2 separate regions of the Mus musculus genome follow, and region 1 is linked to region 2. The links are chromatin contacts, called in public HiCAR-type maps. All regions are on one chromosome and are shown on one strand. The core of a region is the stretch at or near the end of the contact, and the rest is flanking DNA. Distances in the headings are between cores, read along the strand shown. Region 1 overlaps Veph1 (ventricular zone expressed PH domain-containing 1). Region 2 has its middle 50 kb from the start of Ccnl1.

Region 1 (2,737 bases), core at 73-2,572, 230 kb before region 2:
CAAACATTGTATCAATCCATTTGTGCTAACTAGATCAGGGTTACTTGTGAGACCTGCAAAGCAGAAATCCTATTATCCCATTGTACTGGACAGTAACACCTTAAGTAACAGAAGACCTTGATATATGTGACATGATGGAGAGGATAAAGAAAAGGAGGGAGAAGGAGACAGGAAGAGGAGGAGGAAAAGAGGAGATGGAAGAAGACAAAGAAGGGAGGAGAAAAGAAAAGGAAAAGGAAGTGGGGAGAAACATAAAGGGGAAGAAGAGGAGGATGAAGGAAAAAAAGGAGGATGGTGAGGATGAAAAAGAGGAGGAAGAAGAGAGAAATTAAAAGGAAGACGATGGGGTGGGGAGTGTAGAGAGAAAGAAGAGGTGCAACTCTTTGTTGGCCCGTGACTGGAAGTCCATGAGTAGATCAGATTTCCCGTTGACCTGCCTCAGGCCTCAGTGGTGGTCCCAAAAGTTGCAGCTCTGCACCTTTCTGGTGTATCGCTTTATTATGCTTTATTATGCTTTATTATGCTTTATTTTATGTCCTGAAGCATGGGCCTTCACGCCATCCAGTTCACATCATTATGAAAACCAATTACACAAAGTCTGTATCCAATCACATTTTTTGTTTCCAGGCCAACTCTGGCAACCTGGTTCGGAACTGATGCATCCTGTTTGCAGGCAAATAGTGTATATTAGTTGTCTGTTGAGATCAGAAAAGAAAGGAAATGGCCGTGGGCTGCAGCAGAACCACATGAGTGTGGAGTTAGGATGTAGTGGGTCTCAGAGGATGTGCAGGCAGCTGTGTGAATGAACAGGGATTACGTGGAAGCCACCAATCTCCACTTTGTCATTTTGTACATGAGCAGCTGACTAGAACCCTGACACTTCACCCCAGAGCCACCTCTACTATGCAGTCCCAGCTCCCCTGCATATTGGTTGTGCTTGCATTTTTATGTATAAACTGAGATATTCAGACAATGGCATTTATCTAACAGCTTAGTTAGATAAATATTAGCTAAGATGCTGATGGTAACAATCACAACAGCCTGCATATATTTGTGTACCTTTAGTGCCAGGAGAGCTGGAGTGTTCTTGGGCAAACCCACATATTGCTGGAATATTTGGTTCATATCATGACATAGATGTTTTCTTCTTGTGGCCTTTTGCTTTTAGCCAAAGCCTTCCTCTTGAGCCTCTTTGGTGTGATGAGCTTTCAAAGATGGAGTATCATTTCTCACAGCTGTTTCCTTCTCCAGTCATAACAAGCAGGTTCTCTGTTAGCTCACTGTGACTCAGCCAAAGATTACCTAATTCTGAGTCACTTTGCAAGATGCACTCTGGTCCCTTCCCTGTGGACTGAATTCTGGTTTTCTTGTCAGCACACTATGCAGTGTGTAGTTCATGGCTGATCATAATATGTAAGGTCTGTCTCCATGAGAACTTGATGAATGTCCCTCCCTGTTTAGAAGCTTAATGCAACCTTTGAGCCAGCTAGCCACACAATTGAGTCTTTAATTTCTACTGATCTCATCTTCGGCTACTGTCTCCAAAAGTTTTCTTAAAAAAAAAAGTTATTTTATATATTCAGTAATTTCTTTGGTTTTAAATTGATCTTTTAAGCTTTACATAGTACTTACAGTTTAACTTACTGTTTTCTCTCCCATGGGATTCAGCTCAATGCTTTTCCAGGCCAAGACTTGCATTTCAATGTGTCCGCAGTTATTCCAAAGTTCTTATCAATTATAAATTTCTTGGACAATGCCACTATTGTCTTTAAAACTCCAACTCAATGGTTGAGCATATGAGGTCCAAGGCCTTGGTTGCTGGTGCTGTCTACCCTTATTTAGACTTGGCTCATAACAGTTCATTGATTCTGTTTTTCAAAATTATATTATTTTGCAAATCAAATTCCTCCTCCTATATTTATAATTCAATTATGAGAAATCATATGAAATGGGATTGTATATTTACCCCTAAAGGAAAATGTTTGAATAATCCCAAGCCAAGCTTTGCAACTTTTTTCTTATTTTCATATCTAATGAATTTTCATAAGAAGAAGAAGAACTGTAAAAAGATCCTCTTTTTGGAAGAAGAATTAAAGGTGGAGAGTGTTGAATGATTGGATGCTAAGGACGAGCAAAATTGAATAGCAGCAAGTCAGTTACACTAATGTCTTTAATTCTGCCACCAGGAAAAACTCTGTCTTGACAGCTCTGTTGGAAAGTGTTAACAAATAATACAATGAGTAGATGATTAGAATCTTATCTTAATTTTCCAGATAATTGATAAGGAAGTATATGTTCCATCTAATTCTGCAAGTCTGGTATATCCACAAACCAACACCAGACATGGGGCATTATCAGAAAGGAAAACAGACATTCATCTTAGTCACGGGCATAGATGTTCACAGCAGGAATAAACACATAAGGAAAACACTCTAGCAAGGCTTGGAGGAAACTATGTAACATTTCCTGAGTGCCGACTAGAGCTTTCCTATTGACTCATACTGTTCCTCCAAGTATTCTGTGGCTGAGGAACTGTTGCTAACCCATTTTATAAAGTGCATAATGACCCAGTTGGATTTGTCCCAGGAATACAAAATAGTTTCCTATTTGAATTACCCAACAGTAAACACCTGAGCAGGAGGAGGATTATGATGTGGGTAAACATGTCTTATAGGATTACAAATCAAACTAGAAAATGTTGAGAACTTCCTTACCTGATTAAGAGGACATTTGATAG
Region 2 (2,700 bases), core at 100-2,599:
AATAAGAGAAAGAGACACCACTTCCAAGCCAGGCTTAGCATGCCTGTAATGCCATCACTCAGAGGCTGCAGAATTCCAGATCCACTTTGACACATCGTCTCAGGGGAAAAAAAAATAGAATTAAGTAACAAAGAGAAACCACTACTTTCAAATCTACATATGGGTAACCTACAGAATTTGACAGAAGAGGCAGTGCATATGAGAAATTCAGAAACTGTCTCCCCTACTTCTCCACATAGAAAAAAAAATCCCAAAAAAATATAAACTTACCATTTCCTACTTCTCATAATTCTATGACATTTTCCCACTGCCTAGTTCTGAAATTCAATCCTTCAGAATTCCTAGTGTGTCCCACATGGTTGAATGGAATGTTCAGCATTTTTTTATATAATGCCTCATTAGGCAAGAAATCAACCAAAATAGGCATTTATGATGGTCTCAAAGTGCTCTCATTTTAAGTAAATACACACACTACACATTTTAATAAACCAAACTTGTAAGCACAGCTATTCCAGAGTAGCCACAGGAGACGGGTTCCAGGACCCCTGTGGAGTCCAGAGGCCACAGATGCTCAAGCCCCAGACATTAAATGCTGTGGTGTTTGAACAGAATCTATGTACCTCCTCCTGCCTACTTTAAATTATCCTCAGGTTCCTTCTAATAGCTAATGCAATAGAAGTCATCCATTATACTGTATTCTTTAGAGAATAATGATGAAGAAATGTCTACACAAGTTTAGTGCACACACAACCGTAGCAAGTCATGACTACACAGTATTCAAGCCACCACTGATCGATTCTGCAGATATTGAAACCCTAGAGTTTAAACAAGCTTGGAACACTGATGTCTAGCCAATGTATTGCAAAAGGCAGTGAGGCCTAAATCTGAAGACAAATAAACTGGGAGGTGGCTGAAATCATTATAACTAGAGGTTGGCTTTCTGTTTAATGAAGTAAATTGTCTGAAGAAAGAAATGGAACGTGGTGAGGTAGAGCCTGACTCATGGACACTTACACCAGCCACTTGTGGTGTTTGCTAGTTAACTGAAGCCAGAAGTGACAAATCCCAGGAAAGGCTAAAGGTGGTTAAAACATGTAGGAGGACTGACAATTAATGAGAAAAGAGAAAAGAAATGGGTGTTATACCACCTAGAAAGAAAACAATAGAACTAGAGGCTGATTCATAATAAATTTCAATTTACAAAAGTATTGAGGAGCCAGGGACAAACTCCTCACCCGTGGAACCAGCAGGGATGTTGTCAATTTCAACACAAGAAACTAGACTCAAAACAAACTTCATGATAATGGGAATCTGGCAACTTGTAGCCTGGATGACTAGAGTATGACTCATGTGACCACTTGAAGCCAGCTTGGGAACACTGAAGCACAGAATGAACATGGGAAAGCAAGTCCAAAAGGGTGGAATGGAGATGGATTCCCTGAGAGGACTCCTGAGGAGATATGGCAGGTGTCTCCTGGCCTGACCTGGAGTAGACTTTCTGAGGTGCCTCCTAACTCCACTAGTTCTTCCAAAGACAAGGCTGGAAGCAAGCTGCTTTGCCCCAGTGTGTCCTCAGTTCTCTCCTCCCCCACTTCCTTCTGCACACACACCCTGTTCTAACTACTCCTTCCTTCCTTCTTCAGCACCTTAAATGTCTCTTTTTATCTCCCCTTCCTTTCTCCCATTCAAACACCAGTTTTCAGCCTCTTTCTCTTCCCACCCAGGCACTATGATGAGATGGAGATACAAAAACACTCATGATAAGATTTTATGAAACATTGTAACTAGTACACCAAGAGGATGGCAGAGGATGGCAGCTGTGCTGGCTGGGTTTATGTCAACTTAACACAAGTCAAAGTCATCCGTGAAGGGGGAACCTCAGTTTAGAACAGATCTATAAGATCAAGTTATAGGCAGTTCTATGGGGTCTTCTCTTAATTAGTGATGGCTGGAGAAGGCTCAGCCTGTAGTATCCAGCTTGGGCTGGTGATCTATAAGAAAGCAGGCTGAACATGCCATGGGGATGTAGCCAGTAAGCAACATTTCTTCCATAACCTCTGCATCAGTTCCTGTCTTCTGGTCCTGCCCTATTTGAGTTCCTGTCCTTACTTCCTTCAGGGATAAGCAGTGATGGAGAATTGTAAGCCAAATAAACCCTTTCCTCCCCAAGTTGTTTTTGGCCATGGTGTTTTATTGTAGCAATGATTACCTCAACTAAAATAGTAACAATGTATCTTTCTATAAATGATACAAATTCCCATGCAGCCTCCTATTCCCACCTTTGAAGATAGTAGGATCCAATGAGATGAGAGAAGGATTAACTTGCCAGTTAGGAGACAATCAGTGCCAAGGCATGGTAGCACACACGTGTAATCCCAGCACTCAGGAGGCTGAGGCAGGAAGATCGTAAATTCCAGGCTAGTCTTTATTTAAATATCCTCTTCCAAACACATACACAGACAAATCACAATTTAAACTCCTCTAAGGCTCTTCTCTTTTCCTTCACAGATAAGGGCTGTCATATGTGGAAGGGGTTATATATCTCTGATGATGTGACTAAGGGAGACAATTACTCCAGTGCTATTAGAGATGTCCCCAATGCAGTTGGTGGATCTTGCCAGTGGCATTTAGCAAGTTCCTTTTTGGAAAAGTTGGGGGCTTCAAGGGTAATTGATCTATCTTAGCCCAGGCTGACTCTGG

Evidence for each region. HiCAR-type assays count read pairs that join an accessible place to other places.
Region 1: a contact with region 2 is called in a HiCAR-type map of fibro-adipogenic progenitors, with 8 times the contacts expected there. The contact joins two enhancer-like sites. A contact is called at or near these places in 2 of 39 promoter capture datasets (hippocampal neurons and liver), 4 of 15 datasets of contacts at CTCF or cohesin (the NIH/3T3 cell line, hippocampal excitatory neurons, liver and 1 more), 120 of 484 Hi-C or Micro-C datasets (the 3T3-L1 cell line, the AML12 cell line, B cells and 67 more), 11 of 115 datasets of contacts at active chromatin or transcription factors (PVALB interneurons, astrocytes, bone marrow-derived dendritic cells and 7 more) and 1 of 9 other capture datasets (embryonic tail).

The regions. Positions count from the first base shown.
Region 1 is chr3:66,239,251-66,241,987 of GRCm38.p6, reverse strand. The region is part of intron 4 of Veph1 (ventricular zone expressed PH domain-containing 1); the gene reads left to right. Among named protein-coding and RNA genes, the nearest start is that of Ptx3, 21 kb to the right of the region's middle. Within about 2 kb of position 1,322, at least 29 of the 459 cell types and tissues checked have an H3K27ac peak or open chromatin away from gene starts, as enhancers often do. A contact at or near this core is called in the C2C12 cell line, fibro-adipogenic progenitors, granulosa cells and 1 more, where this site is marked.
Region 2 is chr3:66,006,465-66,009,164 of GRCm38.p6, reverse strand. No RefSeq gene overlaps it. Among named protein-coding and RNA genes, the nearest start is that of Ccnl1, 50 kb to the right of the region's middle. Within about 2 kb of position 1,349, at least 42 of the 459 cell types and tissues checked have an H3K27ac peak or open chromatin away from gene starts, as enhancers often do. A contact at or near this core is called in the C2C12 cell line, fibro-adipogenic progenitors, granulosa cells and 1 more, where this site is marked.